Linked DNA regions of Mus musculus: all the other regions are linked to region 1. A link is a contact called in public Hi-C and promoter capture Hi-C data. All regions are on one chromosome and are shown on one strand. Each heading gives the region's core, a stretch centred on a gene start, on an enhancer-like site or on the middle of the called end of the contact. The rest is flanking DNA. Distances are from core to core; before and after follow the strand shown.

Region 1 (2,842 bases), core at 245-2,744:
AAGAAAATCTGGGTATATTATCTAACTTAAGGAATTACATTATTAAACATTAGAAACAAAGGGAGAAGGCATGGTGAGTTACTGACTGCTTGACCAAGATTTAGTTAGGTTCCTTTTATGACTTTTCACAGTACCTGTCATCTTTTGGCCTCTGCCTTGGACCTATCTAAGTCCAGTGTTAGGAGGAATCGTCTAAGTTGATATGAAATTAATCCCCACTCTTGGTATCTGGTCATTCTCATCTTCTCTCACCAAGAATCTGCTTCTTTTCAGCAAGAATGTCTGTTACCTTTGACGTGATGTCATTTCTTAGTAATCTTCCATCCAATGACCACCCCCTTTGCCTACTGTTCTAAACTCTACTCTTTGTTGTGTCAGAACCTGGAGCTGACAGCTCACTATGGTAATAGTTCTGACCTTCTACCATTTCAATAGTGTCAGGGTATTTTAATATTAGTAAATTAATAATAAAAAAATCAAGAGCTAAAGTTATTTCCAAGCCTTTCTTAATTTTTGGAGTACATATTTGAGCTGTTGTGAGGCTATTTAACAGCTAATACACTGCTAGGGTTTACCAGACAGTATGGTAGACACAACCCAATATCATGTGTTAACCAAATGCCTAGTATGCTCATTTACTCTTTTTTCTTTTTTTTCTTTAATTTTTAGGGGAAAGAAACGTCAAGGTCTCCTCATGTAGCCTGCTCTCGCCTCGAGTTTATAGGCCTACTACATTTTTTACCTTTGTAATGTTTAACCTCTGTAATCCAAAGCCCCTTAATTAAAAACTGTCAGTGAATCTGGCAGCACATGTAATGCCCTTCCTAAAGGGCTTTACAATCATTTTCATTTTAAGGGCTGGCCCTCTGCTACTCTTGAAGGTGAACACTGAGGTCCTAATCTGATGGTCTAGTTAACTAGATAGCACTAGACCTGTGGCGGGTTGTAGTTTGCCTCCCTGGTATACAAAAATTTCAACGTGTTGATTACAAGACCATCAAAGGGGTAGTACACGCTAACTCCCACAAGATGGTATATGACAAAGAGCTTTTAAGTTGACAGACCCCGTAGCTGTTCTAGAAACAAAGAGGAGGTATCACCACAGCAGGATCACAGGGTCCAGCCAGGCTGCTCACATCCAGGCTGCGGTTAAAGCGGTTCCCTGGAACCTAGGCAACACAGCGCGCGCAGAGTCTTCTGGCACGCTCAGCCCAGCTGAACTTATTTCTGAACTATTGGTAACCCGCAAGCAAGCAACCAGGCACTCTACTCTGAGACAGCGCTGAGATTAAAAGCCATTGATCTCCGCCTAACCGTCACAACAGATCATAAAAGTAGCACTTGCCCCTTCCGAAGCGGTGCCTCTCCCAAGCACTCAGCTCCAACAAACTCCCCGCCCCTCCCTCTCTCCACAGCCACGCCCTATTACGTAGGCTTAGGAGGGCAGAAGGCAGAAAAACAGGCCCTAGAGCTTGCGTCACTTCCGCTGGGGGCGGGGCGTAGCGGTGGGTGGTGCTGGTCACGCCAGTGTTTGGGGTCCGGGCGCCGCAGCTGCGAGCAGGCCGGGCGGGCCGATGCGGACCTCAGAGCTGGCGGGAGGCGAGTGGCGGCCGCGGCGCCCGTGACTACTGCCTGCGTCCCGGTGAGTGGCCGGAAGGCGGCGGGGTGGCAGGTGGCCTCCGTGGCGTGGGCGCTTCGCCGGGCTCTCCCGCGGGCGTTTCGGAGGCCCGATACGCAGGCCTCGGGGTCCTGGCGGGCGCTTGGCCCCGACGCCCCGATGCCGCGGGCGTGGCCGCCGGGTGTTTTGGTTGGTTGCGCCCCGCCCCCGCCGGTGGTCCCGCCCAGCCCCTCTCTGCAGTGGCACGCCGGGTCCTGAATGGGCTGTTCTCTGGCAGATCACTGGAGACGCGACGTTTTCTCTGATCTACCTCGACCTTGACTGGGCAGCGTGTGCTTTGTGTTTTGGTGGCTGGATATTTTTACTTCTCAGCGATTTGCTTTTTCTTCCCGTCCTATCCCAGTGCGCTGTTGCTTAAGCAGAACCAGATGCGCGTCCCTTTTAAAAGATGAAAAAAACTGTATGAGTCAGCAGGTTGCAGAGCCTCTTGTCACTGTCATTTCTGTCATGATGCTGGGGGCGGGGCGGGGGGTGGTACGACCAGTTTTCACGCCCATTACAGCAATAACTTTAAAGAAAAGTGACCTTCAAGGAATATCTTAGGAGATAGATGTGACATAAGCGGCTATCCTAGAATGCATTTAAAATTACCATTTTCATTTCCAAGTTGTATTATGGACCGAATTCCTGATTGTCAAAAATATATTTCAGGTTCTCAAGGCGGTTCATTACCACAAGGAAATGGGAAGAATGTTTTTAAAAAGTGAGGATTATTATAAAAGTACATAAGAGTGAATTGAAAAGCTTATGTTTTAGTGAAGCAGTCAGTTGTACCAAATTCCATATAGCTATTTTGTGAAATTCGGTATGCATATTAGATGAATCTCCAATATAAAGACCTCGCTTCATAGTTTTTGCTAATTGTTCTATTCTCTATCTTGTTTTGTATTTCTCCATCTAATTTTAAAATCTTGGTAACAGTGGCCCTCTTCATAATGATGTCAGATTAGTGAAAAGGTCAGCTGCACTAGTCTATATTAATACATCCATACTTTCCCATGCAGAATTGATACAAGAACAGTCTGTACTTGAAGTTGTTTTTTTCAGCCAGTAAAGATGGGATTTGTTACTTTATTTGGGGCACATAACGTTTGTGCAAAGGTCAGAGCTAGACTCTTGTTTCACCTCCAGTTCCAACTCACTCCCAATCGCTTGTATTTTATT
Region 2 (2,842 bases), core at 144-2,643, 4.2 Mb before region 1:
GGTAGGTACGGTATTTACAAATTCGTTGAACTGCAGCCTGTATAAAACTGTTGTCTTTCCAGCACAGTCCAAACCCAGAATAACAATGTGAAAGGACTGAAAGGACGGCAGGCTGGACAGGATGGAAGTCTGGTCTGACAGTCCATTCCCCATTTCCAGCTGCAAATGGTGTCTCAAACTGAACGCGTTCTTCTTATCTGCTTACAATTTCTCTTCCTGGGTGATCGGGCTACGCGATTGCTGGGGAGGAAATGAGTAAGTTATTACTGTGAGCACATTAAAAATGGGGTTTCTCTACTTTCGCCAAAAATAAGCACATGAGGGACTTAATAAAACTTGCTGTGAGTAAACACACCAGATGAGGTAGTAGATGTATTCAATCCAAAACAAACGATGCCTAACTGTCACCCAAAGGCTTTCTTCGATCCACTCTAACTGCAGTAACGTGTACTTTTCTCTATTCTCTACGATCCCCGAACCTCAAAAGCTCATTCTGAAGACAACCCAGGCGCCACTATCTGGTGCCGGTCACCGTATCCACCACTAAAGTGCCTTTTCTTAGCAGAAAACTCAAAAAAAGCAGCCCTATCTGGGAGATCTAACCAGGCACGTCTCACCCGGCACCCAGGCTCACTTTCCTGGCTCCGTCCCCGCTACCAAAGCTCTCACCTCCCGGGCTGGAGTCGGGATTCCAATGGAGGGACATTGGCTGATGTGTCTCTCTCTCTCTCCCCGCGAGGAACACGCCACAGCTCCTCTCAACCGAGACCTCCGCGCCGCTCTGGCGGACGCCCCACAGGGAAGCCCAGACTCGGCCTCTGGCCACGCCCACCCTCACGGCCCACCCAGGCCCCGCGATCCCATTGGTCAGCGCGTCAGGGCCGCCCTGCCACTCCCGCCCCGGCGCCCTAATTGGCAAGGGTGCCTGCCACTCCCAGGGCGGCAGCGCCAGGGCTCGCTCTCGGCCCTCCGGCACCACCTGTTGCCCTGAGTGGGAAACGAGCAGGCATCGCAAAGGACGCCGAGCCCCTGCTGCAGGTCCGGTCGCTCGGCCGCCTCGCGCACCTGCAGCATGGGCCACGGTGACGCGGCCCTACGCGGCGGGAGCGGCCCACCGCGCCTCAGCTCGCCGTGCGCCCAGGCTCGCTGGGCCGCGCCAGCCCCTCTACACACCGAACGCCTCCGGCAATACTGCCTCCGCCCCGCCGCAGGCCTCTTCTCCAACATGACCCCGCGCCACTCACCTGGCTGACGGTCCTCCGTCGTCCCGCCTCCGCGGCTGTCAGCCGCCGGGGAGTCTGTCCCCGGGCAGCGGCGAGGCCTGACGGCGGCCGGGCCGACGCCGCGCGCCAGCCGGGCTAACGGTGCTCGCCAGCCTCGCTCCGGGCCGCGGCTCCGCCCCTCGCGCCGCGCCTGCCCGCGGGGGTCGCGCGCGCGCGTGCTGGCCGCGTCTCCTAGCAACGCCCAAACAAGGTCACGTTCCAACCCTTTCGGCGCCCGCCGCCGGCGCAGACGGGCGGGGCTTCGGCCGCGGGTTCTCGGTCTTTCTGCCGCCCCAGGCTGGGTGCGGGAGGGCGTCGCCGGTACCGCCCCTCTTCCTGTCACCCTAGGGCGGCCTCTGGGCGACCGCGGTGTTGATTCAGGGTCCTTGATGTTGGAGGACACTGGCCGGGTGGGTCCCTTACGTCACGTCACAAGGCAGCCTGGGGGAGTCTGCGCTGCCGCCCTCCCTAGCATGTGCTGGCTAGGATGGTAGCCTACCTTTTGTAAGCCAAGCGCTACCTCCTAAGTGAGTCTACGCCCCACAAGTTGGAACAGGAACCAATGCCCCTATTAAGGAGGAAGAAACGCACTTTGGAAACGCTAAATATTTCCAGTAGCCCAAGAAGAACGGGTGATGAAGCTGCAGCTGGTAACTTATGACTAGTGGTAAAGCACATTGGGCTCCATAGTGTAATTGTGTACCACTATGTTTGGCCTTAGGAGGCAAACTGTCGTTTTTGTGAATATTCCAGTCTTTGTAAAAACAGAATGAACCAAATTGGTCATGAACCAATTATAAAACGTGACCAGCAATCTTTTAAAGATGTTTAGAAAAACAAACAAAGGGCATTTTAAAGCTTGGTAGAACCTACAAGAAATTTTTATCTGGAAGGCTATAATAATAGTGCAATTTAAAAGTGTATTTTAAACTAGATTCTGGCCAAGCACTTGAGAGGCAGAGGCAGGCAGATCTGGATGCTTCAGGGCCAGCCTGGTCTACATAGAGAGTTGCAGGCCAGCCAAGGCTACGTAGTAAACCGTGACTCAATAGATACATAGATAGATAGATAGATAGATAGATAGATAGATAGATAGATAGATAGATTGTAACTTTCCTAAGAAATTTCCTGATCTTAAAATTACCATAGCCAGTAGTATTTATTTTATGAATAGTAGAAAGGATTGGGCTTCTTTCTGTTGTTTTTGTTTCTTTGTGGTTTAGTTTTTCTGTTGTTTTGTTGTTTTGGTTTTCGGGGCTTGTTTGTTTGGGTTTGGGGTTTTTTGTTTTGTTTTGGTTTGGTTTTTGGTTTTGTTTGTTTGATTTTTGGTTTTGGTTTTCAAGATAGGGTTTCTCTATGTAGCCCTGGACCAGGCTGGAATCAAACTCAGAAATTTGCCTGCCTCTGCCTCCCAAGTGCTGGGATTAAAGGCATGCACCACCCTCACCACTGCTCACCTTATTTCCATTGTTTTTAATAGCTGATATAAAAATCTAAGGAATAATAAGCACAGTGCCTAGCTTTAAGACAGCATCATTAATTTAGGAAGAAAAATCTCAAATGGCATATTCTATAAAGTT
Region 3 (2,842 bases), core at 194-2,693, 4.1 Mb before region 1:
ATAGCTATTTCACCCTCAGGAATGTCACTACTGTTGAGAGAGAGAGAGAGAGAGAGAGAGAGAGAGAGAGAGAGAGAGAGAGAGAGAGAGAGAGCAGAAGAAGAAGAAGGAGGAGGAGGAGGAGGAGGAGGAGGAGGAGGAGGAGGAGAAGAAGAGGAGGAGGAGGAGGAGGAGGAGGAGGAGGAGGAGGAGAGGAAGACTAGCTACAAAAGTCACTGCTAAAAGGTCCTACTTTTAAAGTAATAGTCCAGTTACTAAACTTTGCTTGCCACAGACTAAGAAGGCGATGCCAAGATAGCTAAGCTACGGAGACATGGCACTAAGCCTGGTAGCCAGAACTCAATCTCCTTCACCTTTGTTCGATGGGAACCAACTCCTGCAACTTGTCCTCTGACCTCCAAGTAAGTGTTGTGGCATAAACATGCCCCGCCCACACACATAATTTAGAATAAAATCTGTCATAAAATTTGTTCAAGATTTTTTTTCTAAATCTAAAATAGACCAAGTAAATAATGGAGTCCTCTAGAAGGAGACATCTTTACAGCGAGCTCACAATGTTGGTAGATGTTTTTTCAATAAGCCTTTTCAGTGTTGCGACATGTTAAAATGAAAGACAAGCTAGTAGAGGAAAAAAAGGCAGTGTGATTCATGGGCTCCAAGGGCCTGCAGGTGGCTTCTGAGGGACTCTGCCAGTAAACGGATACAAGGACACACCTTGAAAACCAGAACCCACAGCTGTCAACACCAGCCCTTGCTATCTTTGGAAGCTGAAATGAGGGCATTCAGAAACAACCACCGAGGCCGCTGCAGAGTGTCACTACCTATTCCGTGTCGCACTAACTTGGCCTTCCTGCCGAGCTCCACTGGGCAGATTCTTTTCTGATCCTGGAACTCAGACACGTAAGTAGTTTCATTTTCCCGTGTTCTTGATCACTGCTAACAGCTGAGCCTTTCATCATCTAATAATTGCTTGATTCTCTACCAGTAGGACACTTCAACAAATAAAAATTGTCTCTGAAAAAAAAAAACTCATTGTACATTCTCCCTGCAGGTATTGGTATCAAAGCAGAAAACCATATTGTATGCTACGAACTCAGAATTGTTTACCAATGAAGGCTGAACTCAAAGCTTAATACGATGCTTCCTTGAGTGAGCCACGGCCACGTATGAACGGCATTCCTGAGTTCATGCCTCCAAGTCAGGAGGTAATTTTAAAAATCAAGTCTACATCTTTTCTATGAGCAGTCGAAAAGCACAGAATACATGCAATCAAAACCCCAAGGACTCAAAAATCATCATTCGGTCTCAGTAAGAAATAGCATGCAAATTACTTACAAAGACGTGAGCCTCCAATGCTCGGTTTCCTAGAAAAGACAACTACTCAGGAACAACTACAGCCAAACTTTCTACCAGTTCTGTAGTTCGCTCTTAATCTTCCTGCTGCTCACAAGTGCTCCCCTGAGGCCCGTAAACCCAGCACATAATTGGTGGTCTATATTTAGTGTAAATGTAGCCAAGCGATAACAAGATTCCCTGCAGTGGCTTCCGCTCTCATGTCCGAGTTTAAGATACGAATTGGTGAAGCTTTGCTTTAAAACAACAGACCGGCAAGCCTGGATTCAGTTGGTAACTGATGTGGTTCATATGAAGCTCAAGTTGAAAGTCCTTACTCAGTGGAAGTGGCTGTATCGTCTGACAGCACATTTCCTAGCTAGCGCTTCTGCTGTGCTGTGCTCCTGTGTATAAATACCCTGCAGCAGGCAGGAGCTGCCACTGGGACATCTGGTGTGCAGAGACCTCAGTAAACAGGGAGGATAGCTGTGATAACACAACTAGCGGAGTGGCTGATGTGTTAGATTTCCATCCCTGTATCCAAAATAAGTCAGCTTTATACTAGCCCCCCCCCCCGCCCCCCGTTTCAGACCTCTGATCTAGGCTTGCAGAAATAGAAAACATGGTAACAGGTACAGCTGAAAGAAGAGGCTTGAGAGGAAAGGGCCAAAGACTTGTCTTCAACCAAGCCTCACACCTAAAGATCCACCATTCTCCAGCGGTTCCAGGCTGGTGACCATGCAAGCCTTCTACACTTTTCTTTAAGGAGACTTCAGAGATCTAAACTATAGCAGCAGGTCCGGGGACTCCTGGGCTTTCAATTAGCTTTACAAAAAGTGTCTGTGGGTGCAAAGATTGCACACTTCAGCATTCCATCCAAAATGGGCTTCAGAAGCGCACCTGCCTTTTGGAAATAGCAGCCTTGTTTCCTTTCCACAAGTGGCAGGCAGTTTCTGCCCTCTGGTGTACACAATAGGTACTACAGTGAGAGCTGGGGCCTGCAAGCTCCGGGTGCCAGATCACACACAGTTTGGATGAAAACAGACTTGCAGTTGTTTAAGATCTGCCTTCGCTCACAAGTGCCCGCTCATTCTATAGCTCTGTGTGTTCCAGCTTCTCTTACACGGTTCTTTAGGGACATTATTATACTGTCAGAGAACAGGAATCTCACATTTTTTGGTCTTCCCATAGCTTGAGAACCAAGAAGACCATGCACTTGATACCTTTATCATTAAGTGCTGTCACCTGTATTAAAACTAAGCTCAGAAAAAATGAAGATGTTCCCATCATCTAGTCATGCAGGTCAAAAACCAAAACTCTTCTAACTACCCAATCTGTCCCAAATCCCCTATCATCTCAGAAGTACTTGCTTCAGTTTTGATGGCTGTTTTCCCCTTCTTCTAACATTATAACCTCAAGTACTAGTCCTCCAGAGATGGGAAACAGCCTCCACTGCCAGGGAGGGTAAAGTGGCAGCGATGAGACAACCCCATGCATGTGTCCATCCATC
Region 4 (2,842 bases), core at 95-2,594, 3.8 Mb before region 1:
GGAATTTTGGTGATCTGGAAAAACATAAGTACGGGATATATGGCAAACCCATTGATAGGAATCTCACTCATGGAAAGTGGGAAGAAATTGCACTTTTATTTCCCTGCTACTGAGATAAAAAGCTGTGAAGGTTAAATGGAAAAAACATCAACAAGGACTGAGAACCCAAATTAACCCCCAAAATTAACACTTAAACAAAATGGGTGGGGAGTGGAGCGCGACCAAAAGAAAAGGTAGTCTATGATGAAAGTTTGACTTTTGGTCTCTACAGTGGAACTGAAGAAAGCAGCAAAGTCAGGTTGATACAAAGTAGCTGTGATGAATTTTAAAACCCTATTTTAAATATTCTGTGAGGGCTGGAGTGAATTTAATTCTCTTTTCTCTTTCTCTTAGAATGTAACATCTCCCAGGCTACAGGGCCAAATGATACCTGAGACACACACATCCTTTCCTTTTGAAGAGGACTACAACCTGCAACCAGCAAATAAGTATTAGAGAGCCGTGACGTGACTAGTCTCCAACTTGGAAACCGGTCCCAAACTACATAAAACACCTTCCCAGAGCCAAATTCAGCAAACCGGGGAGAGCGAGGGCTACAAGTCAGGAAATAGCGGCTAATCACAGCTTTACAGTCACACGTGTGCAACCCAGACCTGACCCACACCCACTTGGCGGCAAGTGCAAAGCACAGAATTCCAAACCGGAAGACAGCAAAGGAGCTTTCTCAGAGGCCGGGAAGGCAGCTCTTCACATTTTCTGCTCCCACCCCAAAACAGCTTCAGCCTGGCAACCTCCGTCTGCCCAACCCATATCTCTGGGTCCCGCCCGCGGCTTTTTCCCTGGCACCAAGGTGGTCTCCCAGCCGACCAGCTTCAAAGGTTTGAGCGGCTGCCAGCTGCACCTCGGGCACAGAAGAAGGAAGACAGATCACCCGCGCCTAAGGGACAGCACACTCACCTTCATGATCTGTGTGTCCGATTCCGCCGCGGACCCCGCGGACCCCAGCCTCCCGGGGGTCCACAGGAAGCCCCTGGACCTCACTAGCAGCCATTACCTGGCACAGTAGAAAGGGGCGGGCCGTAGGCGGGGCGGAGCGGTGATACACCAATAAAAACGCGCCTGGGGTCGCATGCCGCCTCACTGAGGGAGTTCCTACACGCCTATGCTGTGCCGTCACATTTTGGACCAATCGATTGTGGCGAGCCTAACTAGGTGCCCCGCCCCCAACCGCTGTAGTCCCGCCTCCTTCCGGAGCCGGGAGCGTAAGAACTACAACTTCCAGCATGCCGCGAGGCAGTGGGTAGGCAGCGCTGGACGGGCGCTGACGGGCGGGGGTGCGCCCGCGAGTGCCCCGGCGTGTTCGCTTAGTTCAGTGAATCAGAACAATGACTGCGCCGCCGGGTCCCCGGGAGCGCGTCGCAGGGCTGTGAGCAGCCGCGGCCGGCAGAGCGGCGGGCGGCTCCGCCTCGGCGGTGTAGTGTCAGTGCCGGCTCCGGAGCCCCGGGAGCAGACCCTGCCCAGCGCCGCAGCCCGCGCGATCCGCTGTGCTCCAGCGACACAGCTGCTCTTCGGGAGCGGTGCATTGTTGTGAGCCACTGGAGGGGCGCGGGGATTGCACAGCCCGGAGCCCCTCAACGCCCTTCATAGCCATGTGGATACCTACGGAGCACGAGAAATACGGCGTGGGTGAGTGCTCGCGGGCGAACTTTTACCACGCTCTGGTCCTTGCCCCCACGCAGCTCGCTCCGCTCCAGGCTGCAAATGCCAGGTCTTGGCATTGCACAGCGGGTCCCGGGCTTGGCCGCACCGGCCTCCGGCTGAGGGGCGAGCACTGGGGGGCTCGCTCCTCACCGTGCACTCGGCGCTCCTCGAACCCGATCCCAGAACGTCCGGACTGCCGCTCCGGTCTCTGCTGGCTGGCGGAGTTTGGAGCGGCCGCGGGGCGTGTTGCGTGTCAAGTTGGAAGGGGAAGCCAACAGGGTTTCTCTCCCTTCTACCCCTGCTGGCCCACAGCGGCAGAGAGCTGGCAGTGGGCTGCTAAGATTTCCCGGGGTGATGAGGGAGACCAGGAACCGGCTGCTAGAATACTCCCAAACAGTAGGGAGGCGCGAAGTCCCTGCGGCTGGGGTCGGCATTCCCAGAGTGCAGAGTGTAGCCCCTGTGACAGACGGAGTCGGGACGTAGCCTCCTTCCTCCCTCGCCTCCCGGGTGTTTGGGGTGTGTGTTGCGAGCAGGGGGGTTGGTAAATTTCAACATCTGTGCTCCTGCGCTCTTTGGTCCTTGGAGGGGAACCGAGATTTTGGCAGGGTTTTTACTTCTGGCCACCTTCTCTACCAGGGAATGAGCGCAGTGGGGGTCATAGAGGCCGGCTGGAAAGTGACGAGGGAGAGGAGGGTCAGAAAGCCTGGCTCTTAGAGGCTGGCAGGCAGCTTTAGGAGAGGACTACCCTGGCACTGATTTGAGAGAAAAAGGAACAGGATAGCATTCACTGTTCTGTGCAAAGGTGAACAACAAAGACCATTAATGTTGACTGATGAATACAGGAGGCTCCCTTCCCTTCCCTCCTCCCTTGTCGGTAGGATTACAGTTCCCGTTTTTGTTGTTTGATTTCAGCTGGGTACCCCCCTCCCCCTTTGACAGTCACTCCTTTTAGGGTTGAGACTATTAAGAAGCCAGGCTCACTGACAAGCCCGAATTGGCCAAATGCAATTATAACCTCCCAGAAGGTCTAACAGAAAGAAAGCATTATAGATTTTACTGACAATCTTCATTTCCTATAATGCCCCGTTCTGCCGATTGGCGTTCTTGTTTTTATTGTGGACGGACCTAGTAATTTATATGA
Region 5 (2,842 bases), core at 243-2,742, 3.2 Mb before region 1:
GGTCACAGAGAGAGAGAACAAGCTAGATACAAGTGAAGGAGCCAGGGAATGAGAAGGAACCAGAGATTAGAACACCCTGCCAAGTTAGAATGAGGCCAAGTAGAGTAATTCATTCAGGAAAAGCCAAGATAAACCAGACTGAATCATTTTCCATTGAGAAGAATTGAGCCAGAACAGCTGAGTTGAATCATCCAGCCATCGCTCAGAAAGAACCAGAAATAGTGAGTTTATTCTGCAGTAAATCTTGGATGCTGAAAATATTCTAGGCCTAGATTAGGTTGTATGGATTCTAGAAACTTTGATGTTTATGTATGTTCATGCCATCCCATACTGTTGGTTCTTCACTGGAACAAACATCTATTTAATTTGGAGTCTCTTTACTGTTAGGGCCCAATCCAATTTGTAAATAGGCTCTGTCATCAGGGGCGGCCTCCAAGATAAAGCACTGGTAGAATCAAACTTACCTCGCAGTAAATATTTTAGATAAGAATAACTGTACCTACATCCTATACAGGAGAGCAATCATGTTTCTTTGGCAGACTTTTGTAATTATTAACTATCAGCCTATCAACCCATTAAAGTCTTCCCCCTTCTCCCCCCCCCCCGCCCCTTTTTTTTTGAGAGAGGTTTACTCTGTGTAGGCCTGGCTGTCCTGGAACTAGCTCTGTAGATCAGGCTAGCAGGCTGGCTTCACCTGCCTCTGCCTTAGCAGTGCTGTGATGACTAAAGGTACGTGCAACCACTGCTCGGCTCCATTTAAGTCTCTTACACTCTCCCATCTTTAGAGTTAATTTTGAATGCTGAGTGTCAGAACATTATGCGCTATGTAAACTTGAGAATGATAGTTCAGCATTATCTAAAAGGGTAAAGCAAGAAAAGATAAAGATACAACTGAGGAGGGCTAGAAAAAGCAAATTAATTTTGTTGTCTATATTCTGTTAGTTACAGTGTTTTTCTAGGTTGTAATTACACAGTTAAGATTTTTTACAATTAACGAGCAAAAGCTTAAGTATATTAAAAAAAACAACCCTAGTTTCTCTGAAGCAAAAAAAAAAAAAAAAAAAAAAAAAGTTCTGGATTTTTTTCTTTTGGCTTGCTAGAGGAAGCAAACCCGAAGTTACCCATGTGCAAACAAAACAATAACAAAACCACAGAACAACACAAGAAGTCCAGTCTGGGTTCCTGGTCTAAGGGAAGAAGCTGAAGATAGCTTCTGATAACTTGCTGCTTTTCCTTGCCCTCTTAGCCATGCCAGGCTTCGACCTAGGGCTTAGACCTAAGGCTTCTAACACTTGGAACCTCTAGACGGTCAGTACCGCCCCCTGATCTGACGTAAACCCAATTCTGGCTGCGGATCCACCTTGAGCCGCGTTTCGGGGGCGGGACTTCCGTAGTAGTAGGCGGAGTCTCCGGCTGCCGCCCAGCTGGGGGTCGGGTCTGGGCGAGCGGCGGCAAAGGGCGGGGCGAGCGGCGGCGGAGGGCGGGGCGTGCCGCGGCGGAGGGCGGAGCGTGCCGCGGGGACTTCCCCTGGGTTGAGCTGCGCAGCGGGTGCGCGGGGAATGGGGCGGCGGGTCCGGGCGGCTTGGCACGCGGGTGGGCTTAAGCAGACCCTCTGTGTCCCCGGCAGGGTCTCTTATCTCCGGCTTCTCCTCCGTCGAGTGGGCGTTGCTGGGAGGTGGGGAGCCGCTCGGCCGCTATCCGCGCGATGGTAGCGAGCATGCGTGCGTGCGCGTGTTCCAGTGAGGCCGCGCGGCTGTCCCCTCAGTTCGTCCTCTTGTCTCCCTCAGTTAGGGAACCCGAACCCCGATCCGGGCGGGTAGCCGACCTCTTCTCCCCGCCCTGGGGGACCCACAGAGCGGCCGGGAGGGAGCGCTGCTCCTGGGGTGGTGAGCAGCTTGTGGGAGCTGCTCAGGCTGGAGCCACGGGATTTTAAAGGACCTGTCTCTGTCATTTTTACTTTTAGGATTTTGGCCAAATTGGGCGAGGGTACAATATTACCACTTACCCCTTCTCACCGAGGAAGAGCGGGAGAAAGGGTAAGTAAGTATTGCTCAGGGGCGGAAGGTGCCAGGACTCTTTTTCGAGTGGGGAAACTACCCTAGGCAACTTGGGTCCAAATTCCACTTTTTATCAGGAACTGGATAACCCACCTTCAAAGGTCACTTGTCCCAAGATCAAGCCTTTCTTCAGGTTCCAGAAGCCCGTAGAGCCGACTGGAAGTTTAGCAGCGTTTTAGACACCTGAGAGAAAACTCATTTCCTTTCAGACCCTCTTTAACCTGGCACATTGATGCTATAGTTCCTCTCAGGTCCCCTGTCTTCCTAGGTAGCATTCAGTAGTTCCTGACACAGTAGGGCCCTAGGTAATCTTGGCTCTGCTTGGCAGTTATCCCTCCGGGGACCTTACATTTTAAAATCTCAACAGTGGGGGAACGCACATGGGGCCACATACAGGCAATTTCATATACTTCTAGTTCTCAGGTCTTTCAGAATTACAGAGGAATTGGGGGAGGTCCTATCTCAGGCATTGAGGTGCTTTTCTGAAAAGCTGAAGTCCTGGGAAGTTGACTGATTTCAAGTTATCATCTCTCTTCATTGGTTCCTCCCTAAGACTTGCCCTTCTCCTAGTCTCTGTCTGGTGATAGGAAACACAGTTCCTTTCAGGTTCGAAACCCTCCAGTTTTACATTCATCTCCGCCAACTTTTACTTAAAACACAGGTTAGCTATAAGCAAGAACAGCAAGCCACAGGCTTGTTTACCCCCGAGAGAAAGCTAGACTTACCCTCAGTGCCCATCCTGGCACATGCCACATATGAACCTGACTTCCTTGAGAGGCAGATGT

What was found. Promoter capture Hi-C pulls out the DNA fragments that hold promoters and counts their contacts. Hi-C and Micro-C count contacts between places; a contact is called where the count stands out from the background.
Region 2: a contact with region 1 is called in a Hi-C map of regulatory T cells, with 4 times the contacts expected there. The contact joins the promoter of Arl4a here to the promoter of Pnpla8 in region 1. A contact is called at or near these places in 2 of 39 promoter capture datasets (liver and pre-B cells) and 7 of 484 Hi-C or Micro-C datasets (CD4 T cells, CD8 T cells, the G1E-ER4 cell line and 2 more).
Region 3: a promoter capture Hi-C map of pre-B cells shows a contact between it and region 1. The contact joins the promoter of Lsmem1 here to the promoter of Pnpla8 in region 1. A contact is called at or near these places in 2 of 39 promoter capture datasets (the C10 cell line and pre-B cells).
Region 4: a promoter capture Hi-C map of pre-B cells shows a contact between it and region 1. The contact joins the promoter of Dock4 here to the promoter of Pnpla8 in region 1. A contact is called at or near these places in 2 of 39 promoter capture datasets (liver and pre-B cells) and 3 of 484 Hi-C or Micro-C datasets (CD8 T cells, muscle stem cells and pre-B cells).
Region 5: a Hi-C map of muscle stem cells shows a contact between it and region 1, with 4 times the contacts expected there. The contact joins the promoter of Immp2l here to the promoter of Pnpla8 in region 1. A contact is called at or near these places in 3 of 39 promoter capture datasets (cranial neural crest, liver and pre-B cells) and 8 of 484 Hi-C or Micro-C datasets (CD4 T cells, CD8 T cells, LSK cells and 4 more).

What each region holds. Positions count from the first base shown.
Region 1 is chr12:44,267,660-44,270,501 of GRCm38.p6, forward strand. It overlaps Pnpla8 (patatin-like phospholipase domain containing 8), which reads left to right and starts at 1,495. Exons shown (of 10, transcript NM_026164.2): 1 at 1,495-1,642.
Region 2 is chr12:40,036,594-40,039,435 of GRCm38.p6, forward strand. Arl4a (ADP-ribosylation factor-like 4A) reads right to left here and starts at 1,394. Exons shown (of 2, transcript NM_001039515.1): 1 at 1,245-1,394; 2 at 1-240. The coding sequence starts at 153. Arl4aos (ADP-ribosylation factor-like 4A, opposite strand) reads left to right here and starts at 1,484. Exons shown (of 3, transcript NR_166749.1): 1 at 1,484-1,912.
Region 3 is chr12:40,197,872-40,200,713 of GRCm38.p6, forward strand. It overlaps Lsmem1 (leucine-rich single-pass membrane protein 1), which reads right to left and starts at 1,444. Exons shown (of 4, transcript NM_001033437.2): 1 at 1,336-1,444.
Region 4 is chr12:40,444,709-40,447,550 of GRCm38.p6, forward strand. Dock4 (dedicator of cytokinesis 4) reads left to right here and starts at 1,345. Exons shown (of 53, transcript NM_172803.2): 1 at 1,345-1,686. The coding sequence starts at 1,650. Zfp277 (zinc finger protein 277) reads right to left here and starts at 1,082. Exons shown (of 12, transcript NM_178845.3): 1 at 958-1,082. The coding sequence starts at 1,051. Gm40406 (a long non-coding RNA gene) reads right to left here and starts at 951. Exons shown (of 2, transcript XR_872699.3): 1 at 1-951.
Region 5 is chr12:41,022,598-41,025,439 of GRCm38.p6, forward strand. It overlaps Immp2l (IMP2 inner mitochondrial membrane peptidase-like (S. cerevisiae)), which reads left to right and starts at 1,493. Exons shown (of 7, transcript NM_053122.4): 1 at 1,493-1,548; 2 at 1,964-2,036.